Linked DNA regions of Mus musculus: region 2 is linked to region 1. The links are chromatin contacts, called in public ChIA-PET maps. All regions are on one chromosome and are shown on one strand. Each heading gives the region's core, a stretch centred on a gene start, on an enhancer-like site or on the middle of the called end of the contact. The rest is flanking DNA. Distances are from core to core; before and after follow the strand shown. Region 1 holds the start of Taf5 (TATA-box binding protein associated factor 5). Region 2 has its middle 20 kb from the start of Trim8.

What was found. ChIA-PET counts read pairs in DNA pulled down with a chosen protein or histone mark.
Region 2: a contact with region 1 is called in an RNA polymerase II ChIA-PET map of memory CD8 T cells, with 8 read pairs. The contact joins the enhancer-like site here to the promoter of Taf5 in region 1. A contact is called at or near these places in 1 of 39 promoter capture datasets (hippocampal neurons), 4 of 115 datasets of contacts at active chromatin or transcription factors (bone marrow-derived macrophages, effector CD8 T cells, memory CD8 T cells and 1 more) and 2 of 9 other capture datasets (adipose tissue and embryonic stem cells).

Annotation. Positions count from the first base shown.
Region 1 is chr19:47,064,491-47,070,185 of GRCm38.p6, forward strand. Taf5 (TATA-box binding protein associated factor 5) reads left to right here and starts at 3,258. Exons shown (of 11, transcript NM_177342.3): 1 at 3,258-3,836. The coding sequence starts at 3,275.
Region 2 is chr19:46,519,206-46,524,900 of GRCm38.p6, forward strand. No RefSeq gene overlaps it. Among named protein-coding and RNA genes, the nearest start is that of Trim8, 20 kb to the left of the region's middle. Within about 2 kb of position 3,481, at least 206 of the 459 cell types and tissues checked have an H3K27ac peak or open chromatin away from gene starts, as enhancers often do. A contact at or near this core is called in adipose tissue, bone marrow-derived macrophages, memory CD8 T cells and 1 more, where this site is marked.

The DNA.
Region 1 (5,695 bases), core at 2,008-4,507:
GGTCTCAAGCAGCAGCCCAGACCAAAAGACATCTGCATGGCCTTTGGTAGTAATATGACCCACAGACATCCACAGACACCTCCCCTCCCCACTAAGTCATGGCCATGGATGGATCCAGATGTGGCCGTCAGTGGCAGCATGGGGCAAAGCTTCACCATGCCTCAGGCTACTCTCACATCAGGCTATTCTTCCCCAGTTCCTCCTCTCTTCATAGCGACTCCACTCCTCTTTCTCTCTCATCTCTCTTCCATTATCCTTCTCTCCTGATGGGGGTGGACCACACATGGTAGCAGTGGGCTCCAAACCTATATTTATTTAGTTTAAGATATTTTATGTGTATCAGTATTTTGCCTCTATGTACATCTCTGAGGGTGTCATATCTCCTCAAACAGACAGTTCTGAGCTGTCATGTGGGTGCTGGGAATTGAACCTGGGTCCACTGTAAGAGTCACTAGTGTTCTTAACCACTGAGCCATTTCTCTAGGCCCCCAAACCCATATTAGAGAACAGTTCATATTGGCTAAGAGTGGCAGCTTAGGGGCTGGTGAGATGGCTCAGTGGGTAAGAGCACCTGACTGTTCTTCCGAAGGTCCAGAGTTCAAATCCCAGCAACCACATGGTGGCTCACAACCATCTGTAACAAGATCTGACGCCCTCTTCTGGAGTGTGTGAAGACAGCTACAGTGTACTTACATATAATAAATAAGTAAATCTTTTAACAAAAAAAAAAAAAAAAAAAAAAAAGAGTGGCAGCTTATAGCTGTAATAGTTCTAAGCGCTAGTGAGGTGAGGTAGGAAGATGGTGAATCACAGACCAGTTTAGGCTACACAGTGAGAGTCTGCCAAAGAAAGAAAAGAAAAGAAAAGAAAAGAAAAGAAAAGAAAAGAGAAGAAAGACCCTACAAAACTAAACACCCAAACTATTTGTTCATAAAGTTACATCAGGGTAGTGTTGCTGCCTTGGCAACACTAACATTCTGGATTGAATAATTTTAGGCTATGAAAAGAAACAGCTTGTTTTTTGAGGAAATATTGTCCTGTTCATTTTAGTAAGTCTAACAGCATTTCTGAATTTTAGACGCCAAAAGCATCCTTGAGAAATATTGCACACACTATCAAATATCTACAGAGAATAAAATCCTCTAGTTGGGTTTCAGGAAAAATAGCAACAAAGAATAGAATCAAAATACTATGAAAAATACAACAGTTGAAGAAAATAAACTAAATAAATGTAGCGGTATAGCTGTAGGCTAAAAATGTATTATTGTACTGAAAAAAAAAAAACAGGTAGAGAGGGAAAAGGATGGTAGAGGAACTCTCTGCCAACTGACCTCGAAGACAAAACTGTACACTGGCACTTTCCTACAAGGGGGAGCAGGACAAAGAAGAAACATTTGTAAACATGCTTACTAAGTATGAAGAACTACAGAAAAAAAAATGTCAGAATGAGGACTGCAGAGATGGCTCAGAGGTTAGGAGCATTGGCTGCTGTTGCAGAGGTCCCGAGTTCAATCTCCAGCAACCACATGATGGCTCACAACCATCTATAATGAGGTCTGGTGCCCCCTTCTGGTGTGCAGGCATACATGCAGGCAGAACATTGTATACATGATAAATAAATCTTAAAAAAAAAATGTCAGAATGAAACAGTAACCTGTGAAATGAAAGGAAATCAGAAGGGCAAGAGCTGGAGAGAAGGAGTGGGCGCCCTTCAAAGACCCAGACTGACGCAGAATCTGAATGATTAAGGACCCTGGGAGCAGGGAGCAGAAAGGAAGAAGACAGAAACAAGATAACAAAAGGGTCTCCTAGGCACCCAGTGACTTTATTTCTTCTGGTGAAACAGGAAACACTGTACTTGAAGTCATTAGCCTCAGCTAAAGCACAACGTGGACGCTGGACTCTCAGAGACCCGCGTAGAGAGGACAAAGGTGGCCATACTTCCCCAAGTCAGACACCTTCTTCCCATCTCCTTCCAAGTAAGGGCTGCTGTTGTAGCCCAGCAGCAGAACACTGCCTAGGATTCAAGAGGCAGGGTGAGGTTCACTTCCTAGTACTGCCCCAAACAACAACAAAATAGTAACAATGGGTAATTAATACACAGTAGAAACATTTTAGTCATAAAAACGTCTATATAAAAACTTTTTAGCTGGACCCCTACACTTGGAAGGTGAAGGCAGGAGGACCAGAAATTCAAGGTCCCCCTTAACTTCACAGCAGGTTCAAGGCCAGCCTGCGTGCATAAGACCCTGCCTTAATCTTTTCTTTAAAAAGGAAAAAAAATTTTTTCCTTAGGACAGAAATGGTTTATTTGGTAACAAGGAATGAGAAGAAATTAACTTTTTTTTCTCTTTAACTTTATAGTTGATTTTGTTGTTGGTTTTGGTTTTGTTGTTCTTGTTCTTGTTGGAGACAAGGTCTCCGGAGACAGTGTAGCCCTGACTGATCTAGAACTTGCTGAGGCGATCCTGTGACCTCTATCTTCGGCTTAAATTTATTTTTAGAAACTACATCCAGCTTAAAGGCTTTTTTAAAAAAAATAAACGATATAACATATACTGTAAAGTTCACAAAGCTAGATTTTTACAGGAATAAAAAGTGAAAAAGAGCCGGGCGTGGTGGCGCACGCCTTTAATCGCAGCACTCAGCGGATTTCTGAGTTCGAGGCCAGCCTGGTCTACAAAGTGAGTTCCAGAACAGCCAGGGCTCTATAGAGAAACCCTGTCTCGAAAAAACAAACCAAACCAAAAAAAAAAAAAAAAAAAGAAAGAAAGAAAAACTGAAAAAGTAACCACTGCTCAGCCCACAGCATCAGAGAGCCTTTCCAGTAACTAGGAGGCCTCTTTCTGATAAATGCTATGTGCTTTTGAATTAAATACCTGGGCGTGAATCGTTTTCTTCGCGTGTGATTTTAGCATGGTATTTAACCTCTTTGGATTCTGGTTAAGCCGTCTGTAAAGACTCCAGGGATTAGCACCTTTAAACTTGTTGAATTAAAAGAGCTCGTATAATATAAAACGGCTATCTCATCGCCTGAATGCAATAAACGGTAATTAGCAGGCAAATGCAATAGAGACTGACGGTAAGCAACTCCCACTTCCTGCCTGCCTTTCGCTCGGTTTTGAAAGTAGCTCTTTCTCGTGCCTTTTCTCCTCGCTAGCTCCTCCCACTGCCGTAAATGGCCTGCCCCGGCTGTCGTGAAACGCCCTACCCCCGCCCTCCATGTGGCGAAAACGCAGTCACGCTTGACGGCGCGAGGTGGCTCAGCCGCAAGATGGCGGCGCTGGCGGAGGAGCAGACGGAGGTGGCGGTCAAGCTAGAGCCTGAGGGACCGCCGACGCTGCTACCTCCGCAGGCTGGCGACGGCGCAGGCGAGGGGAGCGGCGGCACTCCCAACAACGGCCCCAACGGCGGCGGCGGCGGGAATGTGGCAGTGGCAGCGGCGGCCGGCGGGGACGGCGGGACCCCCAAGCCTGGGGTGGCTGTCTCCGCCGCTGCCCCGGCGGGGGCGGCCCCGGTGCCCGCCGCTCCGGCGGAGGCCGGCGCTCCCCACGACCGACAGACCCTCCTGGCCGTGCTGCAATTCCTCCGGCAGAGCAACCTCCGCGAGGCCGAAGAGGCGCTGCGCCGGGAGGCCCGGCTGCTGGAGGAGGCGGTGGCGGGCTCCGGAGCTCCGGGAGAGTTGGACGGGGCCGGCGCGGAGGCGGCCAGCGCGCTTCTCAGCCGGGTCACCGCTTCAGTTCCCGGCTCTGCGGCCCCCGAGCCTCCGGGGACGGGCGCCTCGGTGACCTCGGTGTTCTCGGGTTCAGCCTCAGGTCCTGCGGCTCCGGGAAAGGGTGAGTCTCGGGCTCCCGGGCTGAGGAGCGCCGGCTGGAAGGGGAGCTAGCCGGGAAGGCGAGGGCTGGCGGGCCTGCACCTCTGCGGGCTTGTTTTGAATTTCCTGGGCCCGCCTCTAGGGCCACACGCCCGCCCCTTTCGCTCCTGCGCCGGCTGCGCAGTCAAACCCTCTTCTGAGCTGTCAGTTCCAGCCAGAGGCTGAGCAGCAGGGCTGTGGAGTCGAGGGAGGCGCCAGGGACCGGGGATTGACAGAAGAGGGGAACCTTAGGGGTTTCGGGGTTTCTGCTCTTACTTAGACTTAGGAACCTAGGATTGGGTTCGCGTGAACACGAGTATCGTACTGTCACATTCCCATACTACTATTGTACAGCAGGTACTTTCCGTGTCTTGATTTTTCACAACTGTATAGTTCTCATCTCTCCTTTTGAGACGAGACAACGGACTTTTTGAGCAAAGCCGGAAGGGCTTGCTTTGGATAACACCTCCAGAGTGGAGGTTGTAAGTGTTTCTTAGAATGTGGGCTGAGAACCGCTGGTGTTAAGTGTTTTAGAGGATTTCTGAGCATCACTTAAGGCTTATTAAACTCTGTAAGGGCAGAGTCTGGGAATCTGCCTTGCAGAGCTTTTGAAAACTCTTAAGTCTACGGGCAGGAGTGGGGCAGACCTTTTTGTCTCTGTTGCTTTTTCTTGTGTGATGTCAGTTAAAGGTTTTTTTTTGGGGGGGTTATTTTATTTTATTTTGCCTTTTTACTAAGTAAGTTATTACGAGTCTAAGATGTAATGAGTAATGTGCCTAGTTCTGAAAGTTTAGTTCCTGACTCCAGTTACTGACAACCCATGTCCACGTTTCTCCCAGAAACTTGTCACAAATCCATATCGTAAAACACTTTCGGATGAAGACGCTTGCTGCCATGTATGATCCCCTGAGTTGGGTCCTCAGAACCGACACGGTGGAAGGAGAGTCCCAGCTACCTGAAACTTGTCTTTAATATACACCAAACTTAAAAATTTTAAACTCGGGGCTGGAGAGATGGCTCAGTGGTTAAGAGCACCGACTGCTCTTCCGAAGGTCCTGAGTTCAAATCCCAGCAACCACATGGTGGCTCACAACCATCTGTAATGAGATCTGATTCCCTCTTCTGGTGTCTGAAGACAGCTATGGAGTACTTATGTATAATAATAAATAAATCTTTAAAAAAATTAAACTCAGGAGATCAGTAACTATTGAATTAAGTTATCCAGGTTAGTGGTTCTAGACATGTTAATCTGTTTCAGTGAGAGCATTGCCAGACAGGGAGTTTGAACACATGACACTGTGATCCATAAATAGAACTGTGTCTTGTTTATAATGCCAGCACTTGGGATGCTGAGGCAGGAAGGAGAATTACTGTGAGAAAGCCATCCCCAGCTAAATATAGTAATGGGGGAAGGGGGTGATAAGTAAAAATATGTGGAAAATGTAACTGAGGAGGGTCTTTTCTATATGCTAAATTTTGTGACTGTATAGTAACAATTTATATTATTATACTATTTTTCTAATATCTCTCATCTGTCAAGAAACTTGACTTATTCTTTTAGATCATACTCAAGAAACCAAGGAGAAAAAGAGACCATGAGAATGACTACAAAATTATAACCTTAATTATAATTTTCTCAATAAAGAGTAGTATAATCACTTTTTAAAGAACATAACAGGATATAACACTATAACTGTAGTTTGCCAAAATTTTCAACATCCAAACTCTAATTTGATTTTTAAAAAAGCATTATTGTTTTGTATTGCTATACTGCAAACAAATACTCAGGCTTTCTACCTTGCAGTGATTGGTTATAGAACTTGCTTTCAGTACATGCAGTTG
Region 2 (5,695 bases), core at 2,231-4,730, 550 kb before region 1:
AAATTCTGGGGGGGGGGGGGGAGGGTTAGCAGGAAAAGAACTGTTGAGACTCTCTCGCCTTTATCAGTAAAGGTTACCAGGAATGCAAAGTGCAAGGAGGTAGACTCCATATACCCAGGGGCTCTTGGTTACAGTCCTGGGATGGTGCTCCTGCCTTCATAGCTGGTCTGGTGGAACTTGCAGCACATGAGGATCAAGCAGGGTCAGCCAAACAGGACAAAACAATAAAGAAGGAGGGGGCTGGGTGCTGGCTCAGGCCTTTAGCCCCAGCAGGGGAGGCAGAGGCAAGCATATCTGTGAGTTCAGTTCGAGGCCAGCCCCTGATCTGCAAAGTGAGTTCCAGGATAACCAGAGCTGAAGAGAAAAACCCTGCCTCAGACAGACAGACAGACAGACAGACAGACAGACAGACAGGAGGGCCACCAGGCTAAGGAGGAGAGACCCTAAAATCCTGACACTGACTTTGGAATAGTCTTTCCCTTTTCTTTCCTTTTTTTATGCCATTTCACTCTTATTTTATTTTATTTTATTTTATTTTATTTTTGAGGCAGGGTTTCTCTGTGTAAATCTGGCTGCCCAGGAACTCTCTCTGTAGGTCAGGCTAGGCTCAAATTCAGGGCTCCTCCTGCTGGAGTGGCCCACCATACCCAGCTTTTGTTTTGTTTGAAACAAAGTCTCTGAGGCTCTGGCCTGGAATTCACTATGTGGATCAGATTGGTGAAGGTTTTCCAACCTCTGCTAACAGGTTCTGGTGCTAGGGTTGCTGGTGGATGTCATTATGCCCAACTCTTTCTCTTTTGAGAGACAGGGTCTCACTATGTACAATCCAGGCTGTCCATAAACTCACAGTATCTCTTGCCACAGCTTGCCAGATACTGACAGGACAGGTATCCATGACCTCACAGGGCTGGAGCCAGCTCCTTAAAGTTAAGAGGGTAAGCTGCCCCCTGTGCCTTCTACTCTGAACAGAAATGTCAAGGTAAAGGCCTTGAATCCAGGCTCTTTAAAGAGCCGTCGTTCTAGAATTTTTTTGGAGGCAAGGGGCAATGGGGAACACACCAGGAAGTACTGTAGAGTAGAGGCAGTTGAGGTTGAAAGGTGAGAAGGGAGGAGAGCAAGCCAGAGAGGCCTGGCCTGAGAGAGAGCAGACAGCACTCACATCTTCCTTATGTTTTTCTCTCTCTTTTCCACCTGCTCCCCAAAGCCTTCTCCTTCAGGGCAGGATGAATTCCACCACACGGAATCCTAAACACTGTAAGATCACAGCAAGATGGGTTCCAGTAGTCTTGAGGAACTCACCCTGGCAGATGGCTGGCAACCGTCTTCCATGTGGAAGACATCTATCTCTCCCACAGTGAAAATACACATCTGGTGACTGGACCCACCCAAGAAGGCCCAGGGCTGCTTCTGGCCATACAGTGGACTGTGGACTTACCTCAGAGTTCTGCACTGAGGGCCTTTGCCTATCCCCTCCACAGGAGACCAGTTTTCTTTAATTGCTGTGTGCTTAATTTCTCTCAACTGCAGCAAACTCGGCTATTTATGACTTCTCGAGTTAGATCTTCAGTAATTGGGTCTTCCTTGAAAAGGAACCCATCTGCTCTGTGCCCCGAGTTACTTTTCATTATTTACATTGAGGTAACACAGGGGTGGTATGTGGGATGATGTGTCGTTTATAGAATGGAGGTGAGGGGTGACAGGCACCATCTCACATCACATGTCAGAACTAGAATAAGGGGACAGTTTGTGAAGGGCCTTGTGTTAAGAGTGATGTGGAAACCGGGCGGTGGTGGCGCATGCCTTTAATCCCAGCACTCAGGAGGCAGAGGCAGGCAGATTTCTGAGTTCAAGGCCAGCCTGGTCTACAGAGTGAGTTCCAGGACAGCCAGGGCTACACAGAGAAACCCTGTCTCAAAAAACCAAAAAAAAAAAAAAAAAAAAGTCATGTGGATTTCTGGTCTACCTAGGGGAACAAAATGGCGGGGAGTCATGTGACATATGGATGTCCTGTTTGTCAGTTGGATGTTGGTATCAAACACTGTCCATATGCGTCCCTGCTGCAGGGCATCATACAGGAGGAGGCATGGATGCAAATGGACAGCTTGTAGCCTAATAGGGATCTACCAGTGAACCCTCCCTGCCAGCTGTGGCACTCCAGGTTTTACCCACTAAACCATATACTTAGGATCAGTCTACCAACAGTCCACATGGTCCCAGGTCCCAGTGGCTTTGGGCTTCAGACCCTTCCTTCTTTGTAGGTCAAAGGTTCATTTCCTGTGCATGCTGTTGCCTTCCTTCACAGTCTAACTGTGATTCACAGGGCTAGAGAACTGGCCCCAGGATTCAGAGCATATCGTCTCTGTGACTCTAGCTCCAGGCCAGAGACTCTGCTCATACTTATACACAAGTTAAAGAAGAAAAAGACAAAGAAAAAGCCGGTGGTAGTGGTGCACACCTTTAGTCCCAGTACTCAGGAGGCAGGAGGATCTCTGTGAGTTTGAGGCCAGTCTGGGCTACAGAGTATGTTCCAGGATAGCCAGAACTACACAGAAACCCTATCTTGAAAAAAAAAAAAAATCTAATTGTGGCTTAAATGTCAGGGTACAAACTTTAGGGCTTACATTTCCAGCTAGGATATGACTCCCTGTGAAAACATGCAATATTAGTCATCTTTGATGGTTCAGAGTCTAGCACTGTGCCATTCATTCATTCATTCATTCAGGCAGCAAATATCCACTGAGATCCTTTTGGTCTTGGGCATCACTCCAGTGTTAGAATGCCACTGAACATGACCTCTGCCCATCTTAGAGCTGATAATCTAATGAGGAAGAGGCAGATGACAACAGTAAATAAGTAATCATGGGTTAGCAGCAAATACCACCAAGGAAAATGAAAGTGAGTTAGGGGGTGGGGCTATGAGAAGGAGGGGGGTGGTCTGTAGGTTCTTATACAGGGAGCTAGGTAGGTAGGCTCTACTGAGCAGAAAACTTCAAAAATACTGGGGTGATAGTAGCACACACTTTCAATGCCAGCACTTGGGAGGAAGAGGCAGGCAGACCTCTGATTTTGAGGCCAGCCTGGTCTACAGAGCAAGTTCTAGGATAGGACAGTCAGGGCTAAGCAGAGAAAACACTGTCAAAAAGAAAGAAAGAGAGAGAGAGAGAGAGAGAGAGAGAGAGAGAGAGAGAGAGAGAGAGAGGAAGAGAGAAAGAAAGAAGGAAGGAAAGAGAAAAAGAATGAAAGGAAGGAAGAAAGAAAACTTCAAGAATGTATGCATGTGAGGGTCAAATCCGGAGCTATTTGAAGCAATAGCAAGCAGGGCGGGCGGGAGAAATGAGCTCGCAGCTTTCCGGCAGAAGTTCATTTCAGGAAGAGTCAGGGGGTGAATGTGGTTGGAAAGAGTGAGGGAGGAACAGGGTAGTGAACGATGAGGTCATCCAGACAGTGAGGGAACTTGAGGCCACTGTAAGAGTTTTGCTTCTGCTCCGGAGATACTTGCTCAATGAATAAGGGCAGGAGAACCAAGTTCCTAACCTAAGCAGTGGTAGCCCTCAGCTTCTACGCAGGCGGCGCTTAATCATGTCCCAAAGGAGAGATAAAACAGAGAGGCACAAAGGAGAGAGACGTTCACTCTTGGAGCAGGTGTGGGAGTTCTAGCGGAGGGCAAGGAGGAGAGCTCATTTAGAATGTAGGGTCCGGGCTGGTGAGATGGCTCAGTGGGTAAGAGCACCCGACTGCTCTTCTGAAGGTCAGGAGTTCAAATCCCAGCAACCACATGGTGGCTCACAACCATCCGTAAGGAGATCTGACTCTTCTGGAGTGTCTGAAGACAGCTACAGTGTAGTTACATATAATAAATAGAATGTAGGGTCCATGTGGTGATCCAGTGGCTATATAGAGACTCTGTTTGAAAAGAGAAGGAGGAAGAGGAAGAGGAAGGGAAAAGGAAGAGGAAGAGAAAAGGAAGAAGGGGGGTGAAGGAAGAGGAGGAGGAGGGGGAGGAGGAGGATTTGTTTTGAGCTTGAGAGCCCTAGAAACCTGGAAAGCAGGTTTCAGGCAGGGGACTGCCTTTTTGCACAATAGCTCTGACCTCCACAGGGAGGAGGGGCCAGAAGCAGGAGAGAATGTGGGGAGAGATAAGGAATACAAGCCACTGTGGATATGGGGGCTTAGAAAGGACCAGGGTCAAGGGTGGGAGCCTAGTTCAGGCTTCTCTTCCTGGTTTGTCAACCCTGTGCCCAGAGTCAGCAGAAAAATCTCAGCTCTAGGGAGGAGGCAGCACAGAACCCCAGGCTGCTGAGGGAGCAGGGCAGGCAGCAAGATGCCATTGTGTGCCTGCAATCAAGAGGCTTCAGAGGAAATCAAAAGCGCCAACTGGATGTGTGCGCACTGTCTTACACTCGCTCTCAAATACACTCACACATTTGAGTGCGTACAAACGCGCGCGCACACACACACACACACACACACACACACGCACTTCTGCCTCTAAATGGGTCAAGTGGAGGCTGTGGTGTGGGTTAGCCAGGGAAGGCTAGGACGTGGGGTGGGGGTGGGAAGAGCAGCCTGGGCCCTGGTACCCGCTCACTCTCCTGGCACAGGAGATGGCGGCAGCTGCAGAGTGGAGTGGGATGTGAGGATAAATATACACCTCCCATGCATATGGATAATGCCCACAGCTGCCCTGCCTGCGCAGTGTTCATTAGGACCAACTGTTTCAGGAGCAGTTCAGGCAGGCGGGAGGGTGCATGCCCATTCACGGGCTCAGGGCAGGGGGGCTGCCTGCAGCTGTGCAGGCCCCGCCTCCTGCCTGGATCAGCATATCCCAGCCGCGGAATGAATCCTGCTCCCTCCCACTCTCTCTCTGCCCAACTCACTGCCCTGCTAGTTCTTGCAGGTCTTAGGGTGGAGAGAGGCCGAGAGCGAGTCAGGATGAAATCTATCTCGGGGGCTCGGTGTATTGAGGGGAAGAGTCGGGCTGGATTAAGTCAGTCTTCTGGCTTCAGGATGGGCTACTGGTGGCAACCAAAGATGATCCCCTCTTTTCCAAAAAGCCATCTGTGGCAGGGAAACTGCTTTAGCTCTGTCATCTGGGAGCTTAAGGGAAGTCCCAGCCCATCGGACTGGAAAGCCCCAGATCAGCCACGTTCTGTGTATGGGGGCTGATGTGGGGACTGTTGTTCTTCCCTGATTCTGACCTTTTGGTGCAAGTAAGACAGGGAGGGAGGCTGGTGGGCTCTGAAGAGTGTACGGAGATGGGATGGGGAAAGCAGGCGGGGAGGAGCTAGTGACACAGATAAGCCATTCCTAAGGATGAATGTGAAGTTTGTGCCCTACACATGGATACCTGACTGAAAGAAAAGGCCAGGATATGCTAGCCAGTGTGTGAAGTCTGTCCAATGTGGGTCCGAAGGAGGAAAATGGAGACAGATGACAGGCCTCTTTGGGCTCTAGTTTTCAAGACTGCTCAGCAGGCAGAAGCTGTGGGTGTGTGGAGGGGGCGTGTCTGTCCTGCAAGCCGCTCTTTTTCCTCCCCTCCCTTCGGGAAGTCAGAGTGGACGGTCAGGACTGCTGCTCCAATGACCTAGATCAAACTTGGCCAATCTCTGGTTCAGACTGGAAGCAACAGACTTAGCCCAGAACCCGCTCCCAGCTGAGCCCAGCTGCTTTCTTTTGTTTTTAAGGGTGGGGCTGG